Regions from separate parts of the Drosophila melanogaster genome. Here region 1 is linked to region 2. Evidence: chromatin contacts called from public HiChIP or PLAC-seq data. All regions are on one chromosome and are shown on one strand. Each heading gives the region's core, a stretch centred on a gene start, on an enhancer-like site or on the middle of the called end of the contact. The rest is flanking DNA. Distances are from core to core; before and after follow the strand shown. Region 1 holds the start of Fim (Fimbrin). Region 2 holds the start of CG8915.

Region 1 (5,321 bases), core at 1,492-3,991, 57 kb before region 2:
ACATTAGAAGTGGGTTCTTAAACTTAATATACTACATACAGTCTGCGACTATAAAGATGGTCGTTAAGAATTATTTACAGAATAAATACATTTTTAAGGAAAACAAAAATCCTATCAGTGTGACTAGATTGTTGTTTTTCTTTTGCTTTGTTCATGCCAATTTATGTACTTGATACCCATGCTCATAAGCTTAGTTTTTTACTTCGAGGATTGAGTATACTAAATTACGTGCAACAATTCTGGTTTGCTAGCTCAGCGTTTGATTCTAGTTCTAAGATCGAGTGCTGTCTCTTGCTCACCGCCAAAGTACCAGCCATTTGAAGTGCACAGCCGCCACATTGTCGGCGGCTGCGTGGGCATCATATCGGCCAGGATATCACAAGTTTCGCCCGGACGTAGGGCGGGCACATTGATGCGCTGCGTCTGGATGGGCGAGGTCAGATAGCAGTTGTTCGGCCAGCGCTCGGTGCCATCGTTCTGCAGCTGAAACGCTTGCTGCTGAGCATTCACTTGCTTCTCCTGGACGATCTTCATCGAAGGCAGCGACTGTAAGCTGCAGAAGTCCAGATAGCAGCCCACCGCCGTCTGCAGGCTCCTATAAATGTGAAAAAATTTGATTAATATGACGAAATTCAACTGGGTTATTAGCAATATGTTTCTAGATGTACATAGTTGGCCTATTCATATCATATATTAAAGAGAACTGAACTTTATAACATATTACAGAAATCAGAACTACTTGAGAGCTAGCTCTAATTTACAAAGATATATCTTTAATTTTATAGCGTCTCTTTAAGTTCTTTTGAGATAAGGCCCTAGAGGGAATTTAAGATAGCGCTTTAATTTTCCTGTTTATAGTTTATAAAGTGTTATTTATCACCATGACAAACTCAAAAATCTACGTTTGTAATCTATAAATGTGTATTCATCAAGCTGGAGGCAATGAAACACAACAATGTAAAATTATTCATAATTCAATAATTATGCATTGTTCTAAATTGTGTATGTTAAAATATAAGAAAGTATGTTAAAATAAAAGAAAAAGGCCTCGATAACATCGCCCATGATGATCGTACCATGGGGATTTCTGAGTACATATGTATATCATTACTAGTAACACATCTTTAAGTAAAATATAGTTTATAAAGACTATAATATGTCCAGAACGCAGGGAAGAAGCTTAAATTCAATGGATTATGAAACATTCTGTGTTCTAACTCCATTTGGAATATTAAACCACAATGGATTTGAGATATTTTACTTATAGCTATATCCTTACCAGTTACTCATCTCTAGGTAAAACCTGGCCGATTCCCGGTTCATCTGGTTGTTCATTAGGCTCTGAAACTGGCTGATGAGGTCTTCGTGGTCCGTGGTGCCCATACAGCTGAACTGTTGCAGCAACAGGGAGTCGATATCGAAGTCGTTCGTCGGTAGACACTTGATCGTGGATGCGGATGCGTTAGCGGTTGTTGCGGATGGACTGGGACTCAGATTTGAGTTGGGATTCGCATTCGAATTTGGACTGTTGTTCGGAGCGGAGTGCGGCCCTGGGGGCGCGGGCAGGGGAATGGCCATCATGGGATTTGTGGTTGTTGTTGTATTGGTTGTGAGCCCGAATAACGGTTCACATTGCATCTGTTGTTGCTGCTGCTGCTGGCTGTCCGAATTTGGATTCGGATTCGGATTTAGATTCAGATTCATGTTCATGTTCTGCATCTCGGCGGCGTTTTCGTAGTTCTCCTCCACATCCATCTCGCTCACTGTCTTGATCTCGCTCTGTCTTTCTCTCACAGTTTGTCTCCTTTGTTTGCTTTCTCCCCCTTTCTTTCTGTAATTAATATATCAAATCAAAATCGCAATCAAATGAAAATGCGTTTTACGCTTTTGTTGTTGTTTCAGCACTTGTACACGCACGCACACCGACGCACGCTTGGTTGGAAATACTCGCAAGCACGCGCGCACACACAGATGCAGCAGCTGGTTTTAAAGGGCGACAAAAACAACAACAGCGACGGTCACCATGGCCAAGGGGGCGAGGCGGGGGGCGTTTCGGCTTCCAGCGTCCGCTGGCGTGACCTGTGACCTCAAAGAAAGCCGAAAAGCGATCGCTTCAAAGCGAAGAAATGCGGGAATAAAATAAAAAGGCAACAATACTGGACCCTGCGGTGTGACCAGGCGATTCTATTCTTTTAGACAAAAGAAGAGGAACCGTGGCGAGCCGACCGCGAAATACTACCCGATAGCGGAAAAATACTAAACGTTTATGTTTGTTAACATTGTAATATGATGTGCGTCAAAGAAAGAGATAAAGAAATATCTTTTTCGAATTCACCTCCTAATAAAGAAAAATAACTGAATAAAAAACGTCCCCATAATTCAAATTCCAACGTTCTTCAATTGCTGCTAACTCAACAACGGAAATTCTACGCACATGTAAAATGTAAAAAAAATAAATTTGCGCACATAACTTAGCATAAGCAGCTTTAAGCTTTTTTTAAATTCTCTTCCAAGCTTAAATTAACTATATTTAAACTTGAAGAAAAACAATGTGCTGTCTATTATGACATTAAGAGGTATTTCAATTCTATCGAAAATTTAAGTTCAAATGGAATACTGTGCTCAGTTTTGGAAATATCGCGGTAAGTACCACCGTATTTTTGTAGGTTTTTCAAATTCCAAAACGGGCACACTGTTTTCGCTCCGTTGTCTTCTTTCATTTCTCACAATACAACCTGCAATTTAGTTTTCTGTTTGTTGTTAAACATCTAACAAAAGCGCTTCGCACGCACAGCAAACCGGTCGATTCCGAATTCAGACGTGCTAAATAACGTTTGAAAACAAAATTTGCTCGGTTGACGTTGTAAATAACAACACGGAGGCTTTAAATCTGGCTTCATCTTTTTTTTTTTGGTAAAAACCAGCAACAAACAAAACCAGCAACGAGTGTGTATGGGTGAAAAGTTAAGAAAAAAGTAAAAGAAGTTTAAGAATATTAGCACAGAAACGCACAAATACATAGATACGTATAGGAAAAGGAGCGCGCGGTAAAACAAAAAAGAAGAGGAGCAAAAAGAAGAAAATCGCCGACTGCGAAAACGGCGACAAAGTGAAATTGATTATAAACGGATAATTTATTTAAAATAATTACCAATCAGCGGCGTCAGTTATAAATAATTAAGAAAGTCAAGAAGAAAAGCAGCAGCAGCACACCACACACACATCGGCAGCGAAAATGGCAACACTTAACAAATTCACAAAAACGCTGTCCATTGATGAAAAGGCGGAGATCAAGGAGAAATTCATAGAGGTGAGATGACAAAAAGAGCAGCAAAACGAAATGGTTTTAGCAATGGCAATAGCAACATTCAATCAATAAGAGTCATAGGTGGCAAATTGTTGAAATTCAAATTGAATGACTCACACACACACGCACGCATGAGGCGCAGGAAGAAAACCGTTAAGCGGTGCATGTGGGCGTCGGCGTTGACAATGGGGAGCAGCGACGCTGACGCCAACGCCGGCTGCGCAGCCGACAGCGCGGCTGGCCTTCAACAGTGCAAAGCAACCCCCCATGAAGTGGACTTAAGCGAAGAAGAAGCAGTGGCGGGGGCAGCAGGAGCAGGAGAAGAACAGAGTCGGACTTTGAAAGGGTCTTACCACTCCGATTTTAGTTCATGTTCTTGCTTAGTTTTTAATCGACAAAGAAGCAGAACCAGCAAGAAGTTAATTAAATTGGGAATTGTAAAACTAAAACTTAACTTAATCAGCTGGCACGAATGTTGGACAGGAGAAGAGGAAATCGTACAAGAACAGAGATCAAATTTTGCATTACACTTACGAGAGTAACTTAGTCCTTTAGCCCTTCAAAATCCCCCCTTGATCCGCCACTGGAAAAGACCGTGAAAAGAAGCAAAGACAAGCATCGCTAGCTAACGGTTAATGCGCTGCGCCCGCTGCTGCATATGCCAGTGCGAGGGAGAGGGGCGCGTGCGTGGATGTGGGTGGGAGGGGACAGCAGATGAGCAAACAAGTTTCCCTTTCCCGCATCTCTTATCTCCCGCTCTTCGCACAGTGGAGAGTCGTTATCAAGAGTACGAGAAGCAAGAGGAAAAAATTACTTTAATTTGTACTATAAAGTGAATTTTGTTTTTGATTTCTTTATGTGTATTGTGTATTGTGGTAAATTGGAATGCAAAAGCTGTTGACGAATATTGCACTTATCAAACTGTCTGAGCCATGTACCGTAAAAACGAAACTAGATAAACCAAGCCGACATCCACAGTAGACACATTACTTTGTCTTGTCACCGCCTCGATAAAGTATGCAAATATTTCTTATCGTGCATCGAGAATTTCCTTCGAATGTTTACAGAAGAAAACACTTTTTTGTCTTATTTTTTGGGTGGAGCCCTCTGCAACTGCAAAGCCCAAAACGAAATCATTACGAGTATAAGGGCAGCGCATGCGTGGAGAAACGCAAGTTCAATGCCGCAGTCGGCGTCGCTGCCCATCCCCCATAGTGACTAATGCTAAAAGCAAACTAAAAAATAACACAACAATGTTGACACCAACCAACCAACCATCATCTTTCACTTGACGAACGAATCTTTCTTGCGAATTTCGCGAGAATAATATTTGGGCAAGGCCAGCGGTATAAAGTTAGCGTATAACGTGCATTTATTTCCATACCATGACACCACGTAAAAGTCGCTCTACTGCCACCCCTTTTTTTTGGTGGGGTTCGCAGGGGGCGGAGTGGAATAGCATGAAAACCAGTTTCTGCTTAAACTAAAAATAAATATAAAAATCACAGGCCAGGGCACATATATACAAGCCCCGTCACCGGGAGAGCGTGAAAAACTACGTCTCAGCTCGGTCGCAGCTTCAATTCAGATTCAGATATCTGCTCTCAAACGCAAGACAAGTCGCACAGTGGGTCGCCGGCGGTTGGCCCTACGAAATGAATTCAAAAACCATACATCGGTATTGCCGACAATAGGAGTGCTTATTCGGTTTCATTGAATATCATTCAATCTTGTTATTACTATGTTACATTTATAGTTTTGAGCATTGCTATTCATTATATACATGCATAAGTACTAACACTATTGCAGTGAACTTCGCAATCAAGCAACATTCGATACCTACAATTCGTAGTTTTTGACCCACTGTGCATTCGTCACCTTGGTTCAGGGGGCAACCGGAGTCGAGCAATTTTCGTTCAATTTTATGCACACACTTAATAGTTTACAATTGTTTCTTGCTGATTTTCGCTCGCCCGACTGCTCGAATCCCGCTCTGCATTTGGCATTTGGCTTT
Region 2 (5,482 bases), core at 1,255-3,754:
AGCATTCTCTCTTATTTTTATTTTATCTCGAATTAGTTTGAAAATGATAGTGAGTGATGTGAGAGGGAAGAGACAAAAACAGAGTCAAAAAAGCTATATTTCGCTTTGAATACCCTTTTCAAAATATCAGTGATTTTAATACACTTATAAGTTTATATTTATTTTTATATATTGACTTATATTTAACATTCCCTTTTTGTAACCTTTCTGTTGATTTACATGTACGTAACTTAGCATATTGCGTTCCTAGTTGACCTTGGGAAAATTATGTACAAACTTAATTTAATAAAAATTGGAAAAAAAAAGTTTTCATTCGTCTTTATTTTGTTTTTGGTTGATTCAGTTAAAAGCCCAAACCCAGTTAAAAGTTAACCTCAAACTTTCAGAAAGAAAGAAAAACAATTGTCAGGTGTCGATATATCGATAAATTAGCGGTTAAAAGAAGGAACAAAATTTTGAAGCCACGTGCCAACAAAAAAGTTAAGGTTATAGTCGAAGTGGGCAGTGCCTAGCACAACATCTAAAGAAGAATCTCTAATGGAAAAACGCTCTGAGAGGATCAGGCAACGGCTTCGGGCTGCGCAGCTGGAGGAGAACACAAAACAGGCTGCTAGCAATATGGCTTTGGTGAATAAGGTTCTTTTGGGCGGGAAAGCAAAGAATGTGCCTGAGGATGAGGCGTTCCCAGTCTCATCGGATAAGGACCTTGTAGCTTTAGAGCTGAAAATAAGCGAGTCCGAAGAGTCCAAAAAACGCTACGTAAGTAATGTATTTATAGTCTAAATGATCGTAAAATTGATTCTGTTTTTTTTTTTCTTTCAGATTAAAGCAGTAACAAAACTTTTAAAACGCAACAATTTGTCGAAGACAATCAAGAGCGTGATGGCGGAACAGCTCTTGTGCGCTTACAATATAAGCGGCCGTAACGGGAGGAAGGCTTTAAAATCATTTCCACAATTCTTCTCAGTTTTGATTGGTATGTATATTTGTAATTTTGCAGATATATTATTTAAATATTTTTCTTTACAGATTGCATTGGTTCCTTAGTAGGCCAGCAGGCAGCGGAGAGGGCCCTGTCCCACGCACTTGGATGCGTAAAAAATAACGCAAACAAAAAAAAGAAAAAAACGATGTAAATTAAGAAAGTACATACATACATATGTATCTAGCATCCCGAAATCCCTTACAAATCTTAACAACAATTCAAACTACCAGTCAACAATAAGAAACCGTGTCTCTAACCACTTTCCAAAAATGAACCTTATCTGGATCCTCAGTGAAATTAAGAACTATGTACATACATATGTACGTATTTCTTCTAAAACACCACATCTATACATTATGGATAACTATTAAGTTGTAGGGCGTGACACTTAACGAGTAAGTATTATATTTAATTTTTATTGACTCAGCTAACATTCAACGAGCTCATGCTCGCTGTTATCCAATAGGGAGATGGCCATTATGTTGGGATGACTATAAAGCCTTTTGGCATATTGCGCGCTGCTCTTCTTCACCTCTTCCCTGACCCAAGCGAAGCCTAGGACCTCGTTGATGGTGGATTTGTCGTGCAGCACGTGGGCTCCGGTATTATTTCGATATTGGACTTACTGGCCGTTCCCCAGATCGGCCTGACGATCGGATTATATATAAGAAGATTTGTGGATGTCCGCAACTTGGACCCTCTGCCTATATGCCAGTAGAATAATTTTAGTCGGTAGTCTGGCTTTTCTCAATTGGTGCGGCTTGCAGTTGAGACTCCTGATACCTAGGTAATTCGGAGTGGCTTCCTCTGGGATTGTAGCGTGGCCCAGGCTGATGAAGGGACAATGCCCGCTAAGTTCCACCTTTTCTGCCAGGAGTTGCGCAGGCCAGCTGTGCCTGTATTAGTGGCCTCGATTGTTGTGTTCCAGGAAGGCTGTGTCTGCGTCTGCGTATGTGGCTGCCATTAAGGATGGGCTCTGCAACACATGAAGATTCGCCGTGAACGCGCATCATTATACTAAATCATCACTAAGCAACTCCACATCATAATTAACTGTCCTCCCCTTTCGCTACGTAAAACAGTTGCTCTTCGTACAATCTGAACAAGTAATGCCACTGCTAATTTAACAAAACTTCAACCAATTCCATAAAATAAAAATCTACATATGTATTACCTCTCTTACACTGTAAAAATCATTGTCTTTGACCTTATATGTAGCTTAATATAAATAAAAAAGCAAATATACATTCATATGTAAATATGCACATGAATATGTGTGTATGTAGCAGGCAGAAATTCACAATTTGGTTTCAAAAGCTAAATATAAATATAAGTATGCTTAGGTAATGTAAAATTCAGAGTACGAATCACCGTTATAGTAAAAAACATTAAAGATAAATAAATCATATCAAGAACAGTAAAAGTTATAAAAGTTTATCATTTGGGCACACTGCCATCCGGCCCGATAGGCAGCAAAGCCGCCTGATATCGACGCGCAATAGGGTCCGATAACTTCTACAATTCATTGTTATCGAGGTATTGTAGAAATACAGCTGATTGAAAGGCGAATAGAGTTTTGAAAAGCGCACAGAGATTGAACACAGTCGAATGGCGGACAGTGAAGAAGCAGTGAAACGTGGCCGTCGCCAGGGCAGAAAGAAGGCACAACCTATGCCGGAACAGGCGGTAGTGTTGGTGGTCAATGGCCGAGTGACCGGTGGGCCGAAGGGAACTGGCAAACAGAAGACTCGACCGGGCAAGAACGCGAAAGCCGACGCGGGCGACAAGCTGAAGTCCGAGGACGAAAAGATGCTCCGCCAACTGGTCGACGACTTCCTGCAGAGCTGCGAGCCAGAGAAACAGCTCCCCGGACTTACAAAAGCCCAGCGCAGCCACGTTCACCGATTGGCCCAGCATCGCGGGCTTAAGACGGTGAGCAAGGGTCCAGAGGAGAACCGCGTCCTTTTTATAAGTCGCCCACAGTCGGATGGCCAACAGCAATACATTCTTTGCAACACAAAGCTGGACATTTGTCCGCCGCTCCTAGACGTTCTGGGACAAATGGCCGGCAATGTGGAACGCAGATTGATGAACTCCGTTGGAGACTTAAAGTGCAACAAACAGCAATATAAGGATATACGGCTTCCTTCCAACTTCGGCCTGGTCGGGCAGAGGCTTATTCCGCCGCCGCAGAGCAACCGGAACAGGAACATTCAGCACGAGCGCCGGAGCCTGCCCATCTACAAGCAGCGGGAGAGCATCCTCAACGTTCTGCAGCGCGATCAGGTGACCAAATGCTTCCTTTTGATATTAAGTACCTGTACCATTTTCTATTTATATTACGTCAAACACTGAATTGCTACTAATACCTGAGAATCCACCTTACAGGTTTTGATCATTAAAGGAGCCACCGGCTCTGGCAAGTCCACCCAACTTCCCCAGTACATCCTTGAGTGGGCCGCAGAGCATCGTGCTCCAGTCAGGATCGTGGTAAGTCAGCCTCGCCGCATAGCAGCTATCAGTGTCTCGGAGCGCATTTCCAAGGAGCGCGGTGAGGCGCCTGGCACCACAGTGGGCTATAATATTCGCATGAATAGTGAGTAGCAGTTGGCCGTAAAGTAATTATGACTATAACTATAATATTCAATCTCTGCCAGGACAATGCAGCAGCAACACGGTTCTAATGCTGACCACCAGTGGTTGCCTTTTAAGGGCTCTCGCCATGGATAAGAAGTCTTTTTTTAAAAACACCACCCACTTAATCATTGATGAAGCCCACGAGCGTGATTTGGACACAGACTTCCTGCTGCTGGCCACCAAGCTGGAGCTGCAAAAGAATCCGCACCTTCGCCTCGTGCTTATGTCGGCCACCATGGATCTTGAAGCATTGTCCAACTATTTTGGTGGGGGCACTGTAATGGATGTGGAGGGGCGCAGCTTCGAGGTGTCGATCTATCATCTAGAGGACATTCTTAGTAAAACTGGGTACATGCACCCGAGAATGGAGAAGTTTTTGGGCAAGCCGACAGGCAAAGAAACTCCTAGCGAACTACTAGCCGCCTATTATGGAGGTAACACAATCGTACATCCGGATATCGACAATGACTTGATCGTTTCGCTATTGGAATTATTACTGCGCCAAGGTGACGCTGGAGCGGTGATTGTGTACCTGCCAGGCTATAGCGATATGACCTCGCTACTGGCCCGCTTGGAATCGTCTCTGCCGCGGGAACAGATTACTATCATACTGCTTCATAGCCAGGTGGACAACAGCGAGCAACGCAAGGTCTTCCGCACTTATCCTGGCGTGCGTTTAAAGATTATTCTTAGTACCAACATAGGACAAACTTCGATCACCATTCCGGATCTACTCTATGTCATCGACACGGGCCTCGCCAAGATGAAGACCTATGACTCGACCATAGATGCATCGCAGTTAACCCTCACGTGGATCTCGCAGGCGGACGCCAAACAGCGTGCGGGAAGAGCTGGACGCGTGTGCCATGGCAATTGCTATCGTCTGTATGACAACGACCGCATGGCCAGAATGAATCTGTACACCATCCCAGAGATCATGAGGCGTACCTTGGACGAGATATGTCTGCTGACCAAGTTGGCAGCTCCAGACAAGAAAATAGAAAATTTTCTAGCTCTGGCTTTGGATACCCCACCAAAGGATGCCGTAATGCAGTCCTGTTCTAGACTGAAGCTATTGGGCGTGCTCGACGAACGGGACGAGGTCACGCCGCTGGGACATATCGTTGCCGAACTGCCCTTAGGCGTTCAAATCGGCAAATGCCTGGTGTACTCCATTTACTTGCGCTGCCTGGACAGCATGATCATAATTGCGGCCTACCACTCGGTGAGGGATCCCTTTGTTCTAAACATAGAGCGCGGCAAGAAATCAGGGCAGCAGATATCCAGAGTTCTTTTCGCTGGCGACGGAATGAGTGATTCGCTGGCGGTCATTAAACTCTACGAGGAGTTCACCAACTTAAAGCGCAAGGACATCGGCGATTTTTGCGAGCGCAATTTTATTTGCCGTAACGCAATGGAGATGTTCGTCTCGGCGGCGAGTACTCTACGCGACACCGTGTACCGTATCTTCCGCTTTAGCGAGGCCAGTGCTCGTTTGGCCTCGTCCTTCAACAATGATACGAATATGATCCGCCTGGCCCTGACTGCAGGACTGTATCCCAAGTTGGCGTACATGGATCGCGAGAACAAGAACCAGCTGGTGGCTGAAGGAGATCCATTAGTTCAGGTTTCGAGAAGCTCTTGCCTTCGGGGCAAAAAGAAGCAAAAGGATTTGGCCAGCGAGTGGATCCTGTTCGTTGAGAAGACCCGCACTGCTGACCAAATTTCCTCGCTAGAGCATACCACCTTGGTGAGCGGCTTGATGGTGGCTCTGGCAGGCGGAAAACGGTTCATAACCGAGGCGCATGGGTCCGAAATGCTGCTGTGCTTGGACTCCTGGATCCGTTTGAAATGCCCAGC

Evidence for each region. HiChIP or PLAC-seq counts read pairs in DNA pulled down with a chosen protein or histone mark.
Region 1: a contact with region 2 is called in an H3K27ac HiChIP or PLAC-seq map of the Kc167 cell line, with 3 times the contacts expected there. The contact joins the promoter of Fim here to the promoter of CG8915 in region 2. A contact is called at or near these places in 8 of 107 Hi-C or Micro-C datasets (the Clone 8 cell line, the Kc167 cell line, the OSC cell line and 2 more) and 1 of 6 datasets of contacts at active chromatin or transcription factors (the Kc167 cell line).

What each region holds. Positions count from the first base shown.
Region 1 is chrX:17,299,349-17,304,669 of dm6, reverse strand. Fim (Fimbrin) reads left to right here and starts at 2,741. Exons shown (of 5, transcript NM_078661.4): 1 at 2,741-3,310. The coding sequence starts at 3,236. It overlaps CG5445, which reads right to left. Exons shown (of 5, transcript NM_001298442.1): 3 at 1,280-1,831; 4 at 300-595. The coding sequence starts at 1,755.
Region 2 is chrX:17,242,023-17,247,504 of dm6, reverse strand. CG8915 reads left to right here and starts at 2,504. Exons shown (of 3, transcript NM_001298440.1): 1 at 2,504-3,271; 2 at 3,374-3,581; 3 at 3,643-5,482. The coding sequence starts at 2,594. The region is part of intron 1 of f (forked); the gene reads right to left. CG42854 reads left to right here and starts at 489. Exons shown (of 4, transcript NM_001201732.2): 1 at 489-759; 2 at 823-976; 3 at 1,030-1,380; 4 at 1,452-2,152. The coding sequence starts at 538. The coding sequence ends at 1,136.